Regions from separate parts of the Sus scrofa genome. Here regions 2 and 3 are each linked to region 1. Evidence: chromatin contacts called from public HiChIP or PLAC-seq data. All regions are on one chromosome and are shown on one strand. The core of a region is the stretch at or near the end of the contact, and the rest is flanking DNA. Distances in the headings are between cores, read along the strand shown.

What was found. HiChIP or PLAC-seq counts read pairs in DNA pulled down with a chosen protein or histone mark.
Region 2: a contact with region 1 is called in an H3K27ac HiChIP or PLAC-seq map of alveolar macrophages. The contact joins the promoter of XYLT1 here to the enhancer-like site in region 1. A contact is called at or near these places in 1 of 5 promoter capture datasets (fetal skeletal muscle), 7 of 47 Hi-C or Micro-C datasets (blood, embryonic fibroblasts, fetal heart ventricle and 2 more) and 2 of 2 datasets of contacts at active chromatin or transcription factors (alveolar macrophages and skeletal muscle).
Region 3: a contact with region 1 is called in an H3K27ac HiChIP or PLAC-seq map of skeletal muscle. The contact joins two enhancer-like sites. A contact is called at or near these places in 3 of 47 Hi-C or Micro-C datasets (psoas muscle and skeletal muscle) and 1 of 2 datasets of contacts at active chromatin or transcription factors (skeletal muscle).

Annotation. Positions count from the first base shown.
Region 1 is chr3:27,369,774-27,374,399 of Sscrofa11.1, forward strand. The region is part of intron 2 of XYLT1 (xylosyltransferase 1); the gene reads right to left. Among named protein-coding and RNA genes, the nearest start is that of XYLT1, 120 kb to the right of the region's middle. Within about 2 kb of position 2,743, at least 37 of the 83 cell types and tissues checked have an H3K27ac peak or open chromatin away from gene starts, as enhancers often do. A contact at or near this core is called in alveolar macrophages, embryonic fibroblasts, skeletal muscle and 1 more, where this site is marked.
Region 2 is chr3:27,490,227-27,494,852 of Sscrofa11.1, forward strand. XYLT1 (xylosyltransferase 1) reads right to left here and starts at 2,403. Exons shown (of 12, transcript XM_021086555.1): 1 at 1,984-2,403. The coding sequence starts at 2,337.
Region 3 is chr3:27,458,088-27,462,713 of Sscrofa11.1, forward strand. The region is part of intron 1 of XYLT1 (xylosyltransferase 1); the gene reads right to left. Among named protein-coding and RNA genes, the nearest start is that of XYLT1, 32 kb to the right of the region's middle. Within about 2 kb of position 2,199, at least 4 of the 83 cell types and tissues checked have an H3K27ac peak or open chromatin away from gene starts, as enhancers often do. A contact at or near this core is called in skeletal muscle, where this site is marked.

The DNA of each region.
Region 1 (4,626 bases), core at 1,493-3,992:
GGCACGCGCGCTCAGTCCCGGGCCCCACCCCGCACATCTGCGGGAGGCTAAGGAGGAGAACGCGGCCACCCGTCACCCAGGGAAACGGAGCTGAAGAATTCGTCAACAGATACGACGGTTACAAAATGCTCCCACCCGCTCATCTCTAAAATGCAAATCCAAACAGCAAGTACTGTTTTTACCCGTCAGGTTGACAGAGATTACACAGATTGATAATCATCAGAGCTTTGAGAGGGGAAACGGGAAATCGCTGTGATAGGCAATGTGAAGAAACCTCTGAATAGGAAGGTTCCGCCAGGCCTGTCAAAACCTAACACACACACCCCCTCTGAGCCCGTCATCCCCAGTGTAAGCATTCACCCCCCAGACACACACACGCAGCTGTGGAAAGATCTGTGTACAGGGATGGCAGCATTAACATAGGGGACAGAGGGGTCCCCGCTGTGGCGCAGCGGAAACGAATCGAACTAGGACCCATGAGGAAACAGGTTTGATCCCTGCCCTTGCTCAGTGGGTTAAGGATTTGGCGTTGCTGTGGCTGTGGTGTAGACCTGCAGCTGTGTCTCTGATTCAACCCCTAGCCTGGGAACCTCCATATGCCACAGGTGTGGCCCTAAAAAGCAACAACAAAAAAAACAAACAAAAAAGGACAGGGAACACACACAGAGAGAGAGAGAGAGAAACAATCTAAATGTCCACTAGTAAGAAATCAGTTAAATAGATGATGGAGTATTTAATTCATTCAATGATTTTTTTTTTTTTTTTTTTTTTTTTTTAGTCTTTTTAGGGCTGCATCTGCTGCATATGGAAGTTCCCAGGCTAGGGGTTGAATCAGAGCTCTAGCTGCCGGCCTACACCACAGCCACACAGGATCCAAGCCACGTCTGTGACCTACACCACAGCTCACGGCAATGCTGGATCCTTAACCCACTGAGCAAGGCCAAGAATCAAACCTGTGTCCTCATGGATACTAGTCAGGTTCATTAAATGCTGAGCCATGACCAGAACTCCCATTCAATGAATATTTATTGAATAGTTACTACAAACCAGACACCAGGCTGAGCACTGGAGAAAATAGAAGGCAGTTAAAAACAATGAGGAAGAGTGATAGCTGCTGACAGAAATCGACATCTAAGATACAGAGAGGAACAGTCAGTTATTATAAAATATGTTTCTTTTTTCCTTTTTTTTTTTTTTTTTTTGTCTTTTTAGGGCCACCCCTGGGCATATGGAAGTTTCCAGGGGACGAATTAGAGCTACAGCTGCCAGCCTACACCACAGTCACAGCCACATAGGATCTGAGCCTTGTCTGTGACCTACACCACAGCTCATAGCAACATCAGATCCTTAACCCACTGAGCGAGGCCAAGGATCGAACCTGAGTCCTCATGGATGCTAGTCAGGTTCGTTACTGCTGAGCTATGACAGCAACTCCTAAAATACGTTTCTTTAGATTCTTTTTCATTGAGACAAAATGCCTCCCCTCACACACAGTAATATGCAAAGAAACTACTAGAAGGAGAAGTAAGAAAACTGCTAATAACAGTTGCCTCTGAAGACTGGAAAAAGGAGTATAAGGATTTACTTTTCCCTTGCTACTCACTTGTATTATTTGATTTATCTTTTATCATGTGCTTGTATTACTTCATATGCTTCCCACCTACAGTAAATCCAGTCGGCTCTGCTCTCGGCAGAATCCACAATCGAACCTCTTCTCTTGCCCTCCTCCACTGTGAACACTCTGGTCCAAGCCACCGCTGCACTGCCCTGGCTACTGCAACAGCCACCTCCTTGCTCATCTTCCTGGGCCTGCCCTTGACCAGCGACAGTGCAGTTTCAGCAGGACTACAACCAATCCCAATTTTAAAGTCAGGCCATGTCACGCCTCTGCTCAAGTTCCTTCAGAGGCTTCCCAGCAGGGAGTACAGGCAAAAGTCCTTTCTGGTTTAACAAGATCCTAATGATCTGGTCCCACATCCCCCCAGCACACACACTTATTCTTTCTTGCGTTAGCCACACTGGTTTCTATGATGCAACCACATGCCGAGCACCTCCTACCTCAGGGCCTTTGCACTGGCTGCTCCCTGTTCCTTGCCCACCCGCGCTCTTCAGGTCTCTACTCAAACATGGCCTCATTTTCGCACAGCCCCGCCAATGTCAAAGGGCAACCCCTCCTCAACTGACCAGGCCTGGCCCACCCCTCTCCTGCCTAACTTCCCTCCGTAGCACTTGCCCCCACCTGATGTAACATGTAAACACACATCTCTCATTTACCATCTGGCTAGAAAGAGAGAATGCGACGGCAGGAGGGTCTGCCTTGTTCGCTGCTGTATCTCTAGCCCCTAAAACAGTATCTGGCACAGAGCAGGCCCTCAACAAATATTCATTGAATGAACTATTTGATAACATAATAAGAGGAGAACACAATATACTATTGATCAGAGCAACGATGAAAAACAAATCCAGAAAAAGACCTCAAGTCCCAGAAGGAAAATTCAAAAATATAAATAAAGGAGCAAAAATTAAGAACAAAGATGTTTCCAGCCACCGGGAACAGGGTGGAGAAACTCTCAATGATAAACTAACACAGAAACAAGCAATGTCCAGGGGCACACAGCGGCCCGCTTGTCATAAGCCAACACTCCGCACATAGGCCCCTTTCATGGAGCCCAGGGAGACAAGAGCAGCTGATGTGACTGCAGCACAGTGTCAGCTCAGTAACCAGGGAGGGAAACCAGCCGGTCTGAACACGTTACAGAGTCAGTCCCAAAGCCACAGACTATTTCCGGGTGTCAGACAAGCCCACACCCTCCTGAGACAGCCAAACCACAGCGAATGTGCCAACCCCGCGCTTGCCGGCTTCACGAGCCCCGCCTGAAAGGCGGCCCTCTCCCCACCAGGCACTTGAGCTAAAAGTAACGCACCCAGGGTTCAGAGCTGGGGTTGGGGGTCTCCAGCCCAGGGCCCTTTATCTTTCTGTGCCTCAGTGTTTGCTGGAACATTCGCATTTTCCTTTCTACCTCATCTGACCCACACTCAAATTAGCATGTGCTAATTTGTTTATGACCCTGGCCCATATGAAGTCCCTTGAGCGCAAAGACTTAAAATCCAACGAGATTGAGGGTGGTGGCGGCAAGGGGGGAGGGGGTTTCCGCAAGCAGTGGACTTGACCTAACCCTCCCAGCACCGTTTCATCACAGTCCCTGCGAACCACACCGGGTCAGGCTAGGGGTTCTCAACTGGGGTCAGCGTGTCGCTAGGGGACACTGGCTGTGTCTGGAAATATCTGGGGTGGTTCCAACTGGGGAGGCGGTGGTGCCACTGGCATCTGGTAGGGAGAGACCAGGTCACCCTCATAGGACAGCCCCCACAATGACAAGGGATCCAGTCCCAAATGGCAGGAGTGCCTTGGCTGAGCAAACCTGGTGGATGAGCAGGGTGAAGGGGGCCACCCTGGGGAAGGGAGACCTCTAAAAGGTGCATGCACGGAGTTCCCAATATCGCGCAGCAGAAACAAATCTGACTGGTATCCATGAGGACGCAGGTTCGATCCCTGGCCTCGCTCAGTGGGTTAAGGATCCGGCTGTGGTGTAGGCTGCAGACTCGGCACAGATCCTGCGTTGCTGTGGCTCTAGTGTAGGACGGCAGCTACACCTCCGATGAGACCCTTAACCTGGGAACCTCCATATGCCTCGGGGGTGGCCCTAAAAAGACAAAAAAAGAGGGCGGGGGGCCTGCAGGCTGGAGCCAGAAGAATTGATGAGACCTGGCCCCGCCCGCCGCCCTGGGGCTACTGCTGGTTGGCAGCCGGCTGTTTGAGGAAGCTGTATGGGGACAGCCAACCGGGTGCGGTTGCACTGCCAGGCTGTGTTGGAACACACCCTCACCTCAAGAAGATGCTTCTTCATTAGAAGAACCATGCCTGCCTCTGTCAGTCTGCCGACAGCCCAGAGTCCCAGTGGGCCTGGCCTTTGCTCCTGTGGTGACAACACAGCTACCCCTGCCCTGTATGCAGGCAAATAGCCCACCCGGCCCACTCACAGGACTCAGGCACCAGGCTCAGCAGCCAAATACATGCTGGCATTTTAACCAATGTTACTTCCCTCTCTGCAAAGAGGGAACCAGCCATCCAAATAGAGAAGGGAGAATGTTCCAGAAACAGGACAACCAATCCCTGCAAAGGGACCTCTTGGCGTCTTCACCCTGACCAGGGCATGGGCTGGGAACACGCAAGGAGCCTGGAGTCCTCACCCCGCACACAAAAGAGAAAGCAGGCTGAGGTTAGTTTTTATAAGTGACGATGAGGTGTCCTCACCTCCTTCTCTAAAGATCCCTGAGGAGGCCGTCGTCGTCACAGCTGCTTTAACCAGGGGGGACACTGAGTCCCAGGAGGCTGAAACACGTGTTGAAAGGGATACATTCAGTAAGTGAAGAGGCCAGGACTCGAACCCAGGACTGTAAGGGGACAATCCATACTCCCAGCCATGCATGGTTCTGCTGGTTAAGGCATTTTAACACCCTGGGGCTACTGCTGGTGCCCTGGTGTTTTTCAGAGACACTGAGGTATGGGGACATCAGCCGGCAGGTGGCAGGTCTCAGGGCAAGTGGCAAGCCAGGTGATGTGCT
Region 2 (4,626 bases), core at 1,153-3,652, 120 kb after region 1:
AAATATATGTATCTATCAGAAGAAATGGAGACCCTGGGAGATGTGTGTAGGGGCACCGTCACTGAACTTGCAGGGAAAGCAGTTTCCGAAAAGCAGAGCAACTCCGTGGCTGGAACTGGCATTCCAAAAGGAATAAAAAAGGAAAAATGCCACGTTCCCACCTCCCTTCCCAACTGCAAACTTCTGTGCATCTGGGCTGGGGGATGAGAGAGGGAGACACAGCACTGAACGTGCAAAGAGCAGGTGTGGACGAAAGTCTCAAAATGTCAGAGGCCCAGGAGGAAAGCAGCCAACAGGGCCTCCTCCCTACTCTCCACTCATTTCAACAGGTGGGATGTGCACTGAAAAGGCATCTCCTAAGGGCTGTCTGGACCCCAGATGCACAGCCCCACACCTCCGTGTCCATCCTCGTGGGTTCGTTCTGTGGGCTCACGGTGCACGTCCTGAACCCCCTCCCACACCACCTCCCCTTAGGGCTCTGGGATCCAGAAAGAACTTCTAATTGCGTTTCTGCCCAAACACATCACTATTCACTCCCGGAGTTCAAAGGCAGTGTCTGAGAGTACTCTCTGCTATAAATAAGAGACACTCCGAATGTTCTGGTCCTCTATCAGGAACCTCACTCCACTCTCCCATTCGCAAATGGAGAAAAGACATCTCCCTGCTACCCACACAGATCAGCCAGCAACGCGAGATGCCATCGCCTCACATCTTGCCCTGGCTCAGCCGACAGTCACCAAAGAGCCAGGCTTTGGCAAAGACAGTCACCTCGACTCCAAAGAAGTTTAGCAGAGCAAAGAGCATCATGCTCTGTCTTCGGATGCAGCAGGCAGCCTTCAGTGAGGGCTCCCGAAGTGACAGACGACAGAGATGTGCATTCACGGCCCAAGATCCTCAAACTACGCCCTGGTGTATAATGTCCCCAAGGCCCCAGAGAAGTTCTGTTAGGCAGGCAGGAAGATGAAAATAACAGACAGACACTCAGCACATCGTTCTCCCTCAAGACAGACACTCACGCCCACAGGGTGTGGAGACTGGGGACGTACCCTGCGAGCTCCGAGCAGAGTGGGCTAAGCCAGGCCCACAGAAGGTGTGAAAGGCACCCTGGAGAAGTTGGGGACAGGGAAGGAAGCCACTCAGATGGCCCCAGAAGATCTGCGGAAGGCACAGTTTCAGAGTCTGTGCTGTTCACACCCAAGGAGGGCAAAGTAAACCCACAGGAGCTTAAGTCGTGATGCTGTGATCGGCCACACAGCTGGTGACAGGAATTAGCCATACTCAAGACAGAGGGCCAGACACAAACACCCAGATTGCGGCCATGCCCTGACACCGGAGCGCAGGGCGAGGAAAGTCAGAGAGGGCGGAGGAGAGGGCAAGGTTAGACGTGGAAGAGGCAGACATGCGTCTCAGGCATCCAGGGATGTTAGACAGGAGACCCAGAGTAAGACCAGGCACCCAAAACTGAATCTGGATTCCAGGGCACGACTGAGGACTTGGGGCACTGATCTCGGACCTCCTCTCAGGCCAGGCAAAGACAACTAGGCAGCAAGCAGAGGACCGAGGGGTATACATCCCAGCTCGGCCAAAACCCAAGCGATGCAGTGAGCACCACCGCCCAGGCAGCGGCTGAAGGTCCCGGGCACGGCCACTCTCTCAGACCGGGAGGGAGGCACCAACACCCATATGCACAGAGCAAGTCGGGGCGCCGAGGGAGAGTGACGGGAGACAGGAACCCAGCCAGGCTCTGGTAACCCCCCAAAGCACCTCCTCCGGAGATAACTTCCCCAGACCCCAAGGGGGCAGCCCTCGGCCCGTGAGCCTGAGCTGGGACCCCCATCCTGGTTTCCAGGGGAAAGCGATGTGGAGCCAGAAGGCTTGGGGAGTCCCAGTCTCCTGAGCGAGGTTCAAGGGCTGGGGGGCGCGGGGTCGCAACCGCCTATCTCCCTCCTTCCCTCCGGGACGCGAGCCCAAAGGGCATCTTACCAGCGCCCGCGAGGCCAGTGCCCCCCGGCTGGCCAGCTGCTGCACGCGGGGTGCTCCGGGGCCGCCTCCCCGCGCCCGCGCCGGGGGCCCCCGTCCTCCGCCGCCGCCGCCTCCTCCTCCTCGGGCTGCAGCTGGCTCGGCGGGCAGGTCCCGGCGCTCTCGGCGCGGGGCCGGGGCCGGGGGCGGCTGCTCCGCGCCGCCAGCCGCTGCGCCCCCGCGGCGCTCCCCGGCCCCGGAGTCTAGGCTGCTGAAATTCCACACGACCAGCGTCTGCAGTAGCAGCACGGTGAGCGCCGCGAGCAGCGCCGAGTGCGAACGCCGGGCCAGCCTCCGGGCGCACGGCGCCGCCACCATCTTCGGAGCGCGGCGGGCGAGCGGGGCGCGGGGACCCCGGGCGCTCCGGGCCGCCCCCGCGCTCCCCGCGGCTCCCGCGGCCGCCGCTGCCGCTTGGGCTCCCGCTCGGGCCGCCGCCGCCGCCGCCTCCTCGGCTCGCCGGTGCTCCTCCTCCGCCGCCGCCGCCGCCGCCGCCGCTGCCGCCGCCGCCGCCGCCGCCGCCTCCACCGCCGCGGCGCGGAGTTTTCAGACGGGCAGGGACCCGGACGTCACCAGGAGGAGGGGAAGGCGGGGAGGCGGGGAGCCGGAGGCCGCGGAGGGGGGCGGCGGGCGCGCGCGCTCGGGCGGGGCGCGCGGGGAGGGCGGGGGCCTAGGCCGCGGGGCTCCCCCTCCCCACACCCCCTTCTGAGGGAGGGGGTCTCGCGGGATGGGGAATGGGCTGGGGGGACGCGGGCCCCGGCGGAGAGGGGCGGGGCGTGGGGGCGGAGCGACGGAGGAAAAAGCAGGAGGGAGAGGAAGGGGGTGGGGGCGAGCGGAGGGGACCGACACCCGCCCGGACGCGAGCCGGAGTGGGTGGGGGAGAGGGGGACAGTCCCCGCAGCAGAGAAGGCCGGGCAGGGGCAGAAAAGCCTGAGGAGCTTCGGGTGAGGGTGGGCCCGCGCAGGATCAAGGGGAGGTCGGAAGCTCCAGGGGTCCTGAGATCCTGCCTTCCATGTGGGAGGCAAGCACGAGGCAGCTGAGTGGAGCCGCCTCCCCGCCCCGGAGTTGCGGTCCAGGTGTCTTCTTTGGGCACAGAGACTGCTTGGCAGGTGGAGACGCGAAAAAAGTGTCTGGAGTGTCAGAGCCAGGGAAGGGTCTCAAGCGGTGGATCCCTGAATCCCGAGATCCCTGGCTTGAAGGGGCAGGGAGGAGGCCACAAATAAGAATCCGTGAGTGATGACTCCTGAATCATACCCCACCCCCTAGTGCCAATGATGTCCTAAGTGCTTCATTGAGTCATTTCTTTGATCCCTGAGGACAAACGGGTCAGGAGACTTCCAAATCCAGTTGGCGAGCACGTGCCCTAGTGGGAAAAGGGAGAGACCCAGTGGAGTTTCTCATCCTTCACATGCTGCAAGCCCCAAAGTCTTGCCCCAGTCTTCCACTAGGTCCTGCTTCACCTCCGACCTGAAGCCTGCCTGCCTGCCCGCAAAGGGCTCAGCTCCTGGGAGAACTGGTCTTGCCTCCTAAACTGGAGGCTGGACTGGACTGGACTGTCCGGTGACCTTGAGCAGGGAGAACTCCTCCCTGGGCCTGAGCTTCCTCTCTCAATGAGGGTTTAAGCTGGCAACCCCAACGGACTCAAATTTCATCACCAGCCTTCTCTGACTCAGTCTTTCTAGTCTTTCCCTCCCAGTGTCCTCTTGCCCAGCAGCCCTGAGCACATGGTGAGCTGATAGAGGGAGTAGGTGTCCCAGACAGGACATAACACTCAGAATACAATAGCAGATCAAATCCTCAGCTTATGCATCGGAGACTCAGGGTGAGTGCTTTGCATCTTGACCACTGTGCTTTTAAACCTCATCCTAATTTTAAAGGGAAGAAAGTGGAGGAATAGAGGATCCATCCGAGAAGGAAGCAGGGAAGAGATTGTTTTATCCACTCAAGGAGGGTCCGTGAACATCATCAAGCGTCTGTCAGACACTGGGCGAGGCACAGAGGATCCAAAGGTAGGGCTTAACCTCCGCTCCACCAGCTTGGGGTCCAGAGGAGGAGCCAGATATACACATCAGTCATTAACAAGCAGTGAGGTCAATGCCACTTTGGAAATGTGCACAAATTGCTGTGAGTTCATGATGATGTGGTGGGAAGGACCACCAAGAAGACTTTCTGGACCCATGTAAGAGGCCAGCCTGCTTCCCTGAACTGGGAGTGTGAAATGCCAGCAAAAGGGGATCTAAACACCAGAGGAGACTCAGCCTTCAGAGTCTCCACGCCTGGCCAGACATATGGCCAGGTATAGAGGCCTCCCCCTTGGGCTGAGCCTACCTAACCACGAGTGAGATAACAGAGGCAAGCTTCTACTGCCATGCCACCAGTCTTCTATCCTCTGTTTATCTCCTGGGAATATTTTTGTTACAAATTAAAACATTTATTCTGTCTTAAAAATAGAGTTACCAGATCATATAACTAAATGTTCCAGTGATGACATCAGGTGAGATTTGATCAAGTAGCTCAGAACTATGACCTATGATTCGTTTTCTTTCCAACTCTCCCCTCTGCCTTTCATGAGATGTACTTCATCCTTAAGTTCTCTCCCGTCACAGTCTG
Region 3 (4,626 bases), core at 949-3,448, 88 kb after region 1:
CCTCCGGGGGGCTGGACAGGCCATTTACCTTACAGGTGGCCAGGCAGGGACGCCGCTAAGAGGCCCCTGGAGTAGGCAGCTCAGGGGTCCAGCGTGGCATGTGACACACGGGGGGTCCACCAGGCTGAAGCATTACCGGGTGAGGGGCCCTTTCCATCCTCCCAGGACCCATGCTGGAAGCACAGGCAGAGCTGTCCGATCACACTGATTTTCACATCAGTTGGCTCAAGAGCAGAAAGGCGAGGGAGGTGGTTGGTGATGGGACCACCTCAGAAAGCCAGGAGAAGCTAAAGGAGTGCCACCTGACCCTCTGGGACCCTCTCTTCCCCAGGCAGCACCCCCCCATCCACGGAGCCTGGCAGCCCAGCCCCTTGTCACTTCATTCTATCACACAAGCAAGCTTTACGAAAATGCAACGGCAGCTGCAGTAAATGAAGAAATACCCATGACGAGGGGCCCAGGGGCTATTTCAGGCTGCCTCTGTCGGATGGCAGCTGCGCCTTTGGTTACATCTAAGTTTGGCCTCAGAGCCTGTGCAGGTAAACTGTTCCTGATGAGGAAAAAGAAAATGTCGGGAACTGTCATGGACCCATTCCAAAAAATATTTGCCAAGTTCCTGCCTTACACCAGGCTCTAGGCGAGGGGCTGACGTTCAGGCAGGAGCCGCACAGAGCACGCCCGCCCGCCAGAGATGATGGTCTGGGGAAGGACACGCAGACAGCAGATGTGGGGCCAGGGGAGAGAGTTGGTGGCCAACAACCAATGGCACAGCCGAGACAGCATGGCTTCTCCAGATAAGACCAACAGGTGGCCAGAGGGAATCCAGAGTACCAAACACCCAGCACCCTCTCTCCAGGGCTTCATCTTCTCAAATCTCTCATCTGCTTCTTTTTCTTCCTGTCTCACTTGCCTGTGAGTGGCTGGGGACAGAAGCTGCGCATGATGCTTAGGTACCAAAGCAAGCATGAAACATAGGACTTCATTTACGGCCAACTAAAGGTGGGCAGGTACTATTAATATCTTCATCTTAGAGCCGAGGCAATCAGGGCTCAGAGAGGTGAAGGGACTTGCCCAAGGTCACACAGACAGGAGGAGGAGGAGGGATCTGAACCACAGCTGCCTGGCTCCAGGGTCCCTGCTGGCAACCACAATGCCCTTTGGCCTTTCAGAAAGTTCACCGTGGCTCTGACATTGGTATCACCAGCCTAGAGACATGGCAGCTGGCACATACTAGGGGCTCAGCCAAGGCCTGCTCAACTGCATTTGATCATCTTATTTAAAGCTACTGCAATCACTCCCAGCTTTTAAGCTATGGGCTGGGAACAAGGTCATTCTATAAAAATGGAAAGCAGAAAGGTACCCTGAGGAATTTGTTGGAGTTAGAGGTAGGAATCCAGAAAGGCATCTATTCAAATGACAACAGAACTAAGGCATGGCCTCAATATACTATGATTAAATGAGATGTGCTGAAGAATTACGTAACAGCTCAGAAGCACAATTTAAGTCTCCACTGGCGCTTGCCTCTTTGTAAAATTAGCATTTCTGTTAAGCTCATAATATAGGAGCATGGGGTTTTATATAACTGCTCAGGTCACACGGGGAAATGAAGACATACTCCCTTCTCTAACGCTTGTGCTTCCCAGAGAGAACGGTCTAGAAGGCCACGTGAGACGGCTGATCAGAATAACAACAATAATGATAACTGGCTCTTTTGTGTACATCCTGGTTGCCAGACCCAGGCTCAACGATCCCACTGCACTATCTCATTTAATCCGCATAAGACCCTTCTCTGACAGGCAAGTATTACAGGTCCCATTTTACAGAGAGGCAAACCCAGTGAAGCCAGGCCCTGAATGCAGGTCATGGGACTACCGGTCATGTGACTCAGTCCCTGGGTCACATTTACAACACTGTGCCACAAACTACACCAAAGATGATGTCAAGGATTTAAAAAAAAAAAAAAAAAAATGCTTGCCAAAATCCCAACATCTCAGGAAGGCAAGACGGCCGGGACCATCTGGGCCTATGCGGGGTACAAGCTGCCTGCTTCCCACTTTACTGGCATTTCCCTGGGCTGAGCCCCCACACATGGCCACAGATACACACTTTTCAAGCCCAACATCCTCTGTCTCCAATCACATTTGGCTCGAAGGAAACCAAGAAGGCATCTGGGGACAAGCGATCTTTATCTGTACCAAATGTGTGTTGGGACCGCTCCAGGAAACGGTCCCACGTTAAGCCAATGTCACCCACATCTGCTTGGCATGCACCCTTGTCCACATTGCAACACTTGGAATTGTATCTCTCTTGGAGTGTCGCCCTGGAAAAAAATGTCACCAGGTCCAACAAGACCAACACCCTACTTTTCACACAGCAGTTATCCAGATAAAGAAACGAGAGGGAAAGGGGGAATCAGACCACTCCTTCAAAGTGTCTCTCTCCGCGCACCAATTATAGAAAACTGTTCTTGGGGGTGGGGGCCTTTCGGAAGTATGAAGGAATGTAAATCTGGCCAGTTTTAAAAATAAGTGTGAAATTCACTTTCCTAGATTCCAGCACCATCTCCCCAGGGCCAAATCATGCTCGGCAATACTTGCAGCAAAGGGGCTGAGCACTGGTTTGCCTCTCTTCTGGACGGGACTAGTCATTCTCTTCTGCAAATTCCTTCCCTTAAGGGTGAGCTGGATTTAGCGCCTCACGTAAATGAACGGAATATGGCAGAAGTGATGGTATTTTATGCCCGAAGTTCAGTTTCACAAGGACCACAGCTCCCATTTTTGGTGCTCCTTTTCCTACAGTTCTCCTTCTTGGATCACTGATTCTGGGGGAATCCACCTACCATATTATGAGCTGCCCTATGGTGAAGAACCAAAAAAGGCCTCCAGCTCAACACCAGCAAGAAACCACGGCCTTCAGTCCAACAGCCTGTGAGAAACCAAAGGCTTGCTGACAACCCTGTGAGCGAGCTGGCAAGTGGATCTTCCCCTCGGATGAGCCTTTGGATGAGACCACAGCTCTAGCCACCAGCTCAAATGCAGAATGAATGGATAACTTTCGTTATCTTTTCTAATTAAAGTAATACATGTTCACTGAGAAAAATTTAGAAAATGAGGTTCAAGAGAGACCCTGGATCAGAACACTCAGTTAAGCTGCTTCTAGATCCCTGACCCACAGAAACTGAGATGATACACATCCACTGTTTGAAGCCACTAAGTCTAAGGTGTAATTTATGCACATTAGGTAATGAACACAGTGCCACATACGATGGATTTGAATACCGCTAACAGAACACATCCTATGTTGTGGGATGCACGGGTCTAAACATATAAACGGTAAATTTCTTTGTACTATGAAGACGAGGGTGGGTGAGAGGATGCTTGGCAATTCTAGAGCCAAAACTAGGTCGTCCATCTGAAGGCCTTAGATGAATCTGCACTTCACCATCCCAGGGCCAATTAATACAAAAGGCAGAGAACAAAGACTTTCCTGAGAACAATTTTCAACATGGAAATACACACTGCTGTCAAATGTTTGCTATTTTATCAACTCATACAAGTCAACAAATTATAAATGGGGATGACTGTCTGAATGAGGATCCATATCCATTTCGGGTTATAGTCAGTATAACCGTATTCTTAGTTATCTGTCTCAGTTCTTTGTCAATTCTTCAACCTTAATTATGCAGGAGAGTAGTAAGACCACGGGCCTTAGGGACACACAGACCTGGATTCCAGTCCCACCTGTGCCCCTCCCTAGCTATGGCACCTTGGGAAAGCAGAAACAGAGTCTCATCTGCCGATGGTGACACAACTGTGTCAATGCAAAGGTTCAATATGTTTTTATTTGAAAATTCTGAGTATGGCCTATGGCACACAGTTGCCCAATAAAATCTGAGCTTCCTTATGTAATCTCCTCCTGGCTCTCTGCTTTGATCTGAGATAACCCAGGCTGAATATCTCCGGTGGGTGTGGGAGTCAGTATCACAAAGGAATTGAAGGCAAAGGCAAGGGATCCAGGAAAGCCAAGTTCCGGAGTTCCTGTTGTGGCTCAGGGGTAATGAGCCCAACTAGCATCCATGAGGATGCAGGGTCGATCCATGGCCCTGCTCAGCTCAGTGGGTTAAGGACCCGGTGGTGCCGTGAGCTGCAGTGTAGGTTGCAGAAATGGCTCGGATCTGCCATTGCTGTGGCTGTGGTGTACGCCTGTAGCTGCAGCTCCCATTAGCCCCCTAGCCTGGGAACCTACATGTGCCTGGGTGCAGTCCTAAAAAGAAAAAAAAAAAAAGAGAGAAAAGCAAAGTTCCCACACTAACTAATGGTGTGTCTGTGAGCATCTTACCTACCCTCACCTGTAAAATGGGGTAACATCAGCACCCACCTCTGTTCTGATGACTGAAAGAAATAATTAGTGCCAGGCACACAGTGAGCATTAAATAAATGGTAGCTATCTTGTTAAATTTATTATTCTTCTCACTATGATTATTTAATTCATAATTGGCAGGACAAATCCCAGCCCACCAAAAGGTTTTGTTTGGTTCACACAGGGTGTTAATAAAATAAATAAATAAACTTGTGTTAGTTGTCAATATATATGAGATCACAGCGAAAAATCCAACTTTCTGGTTTC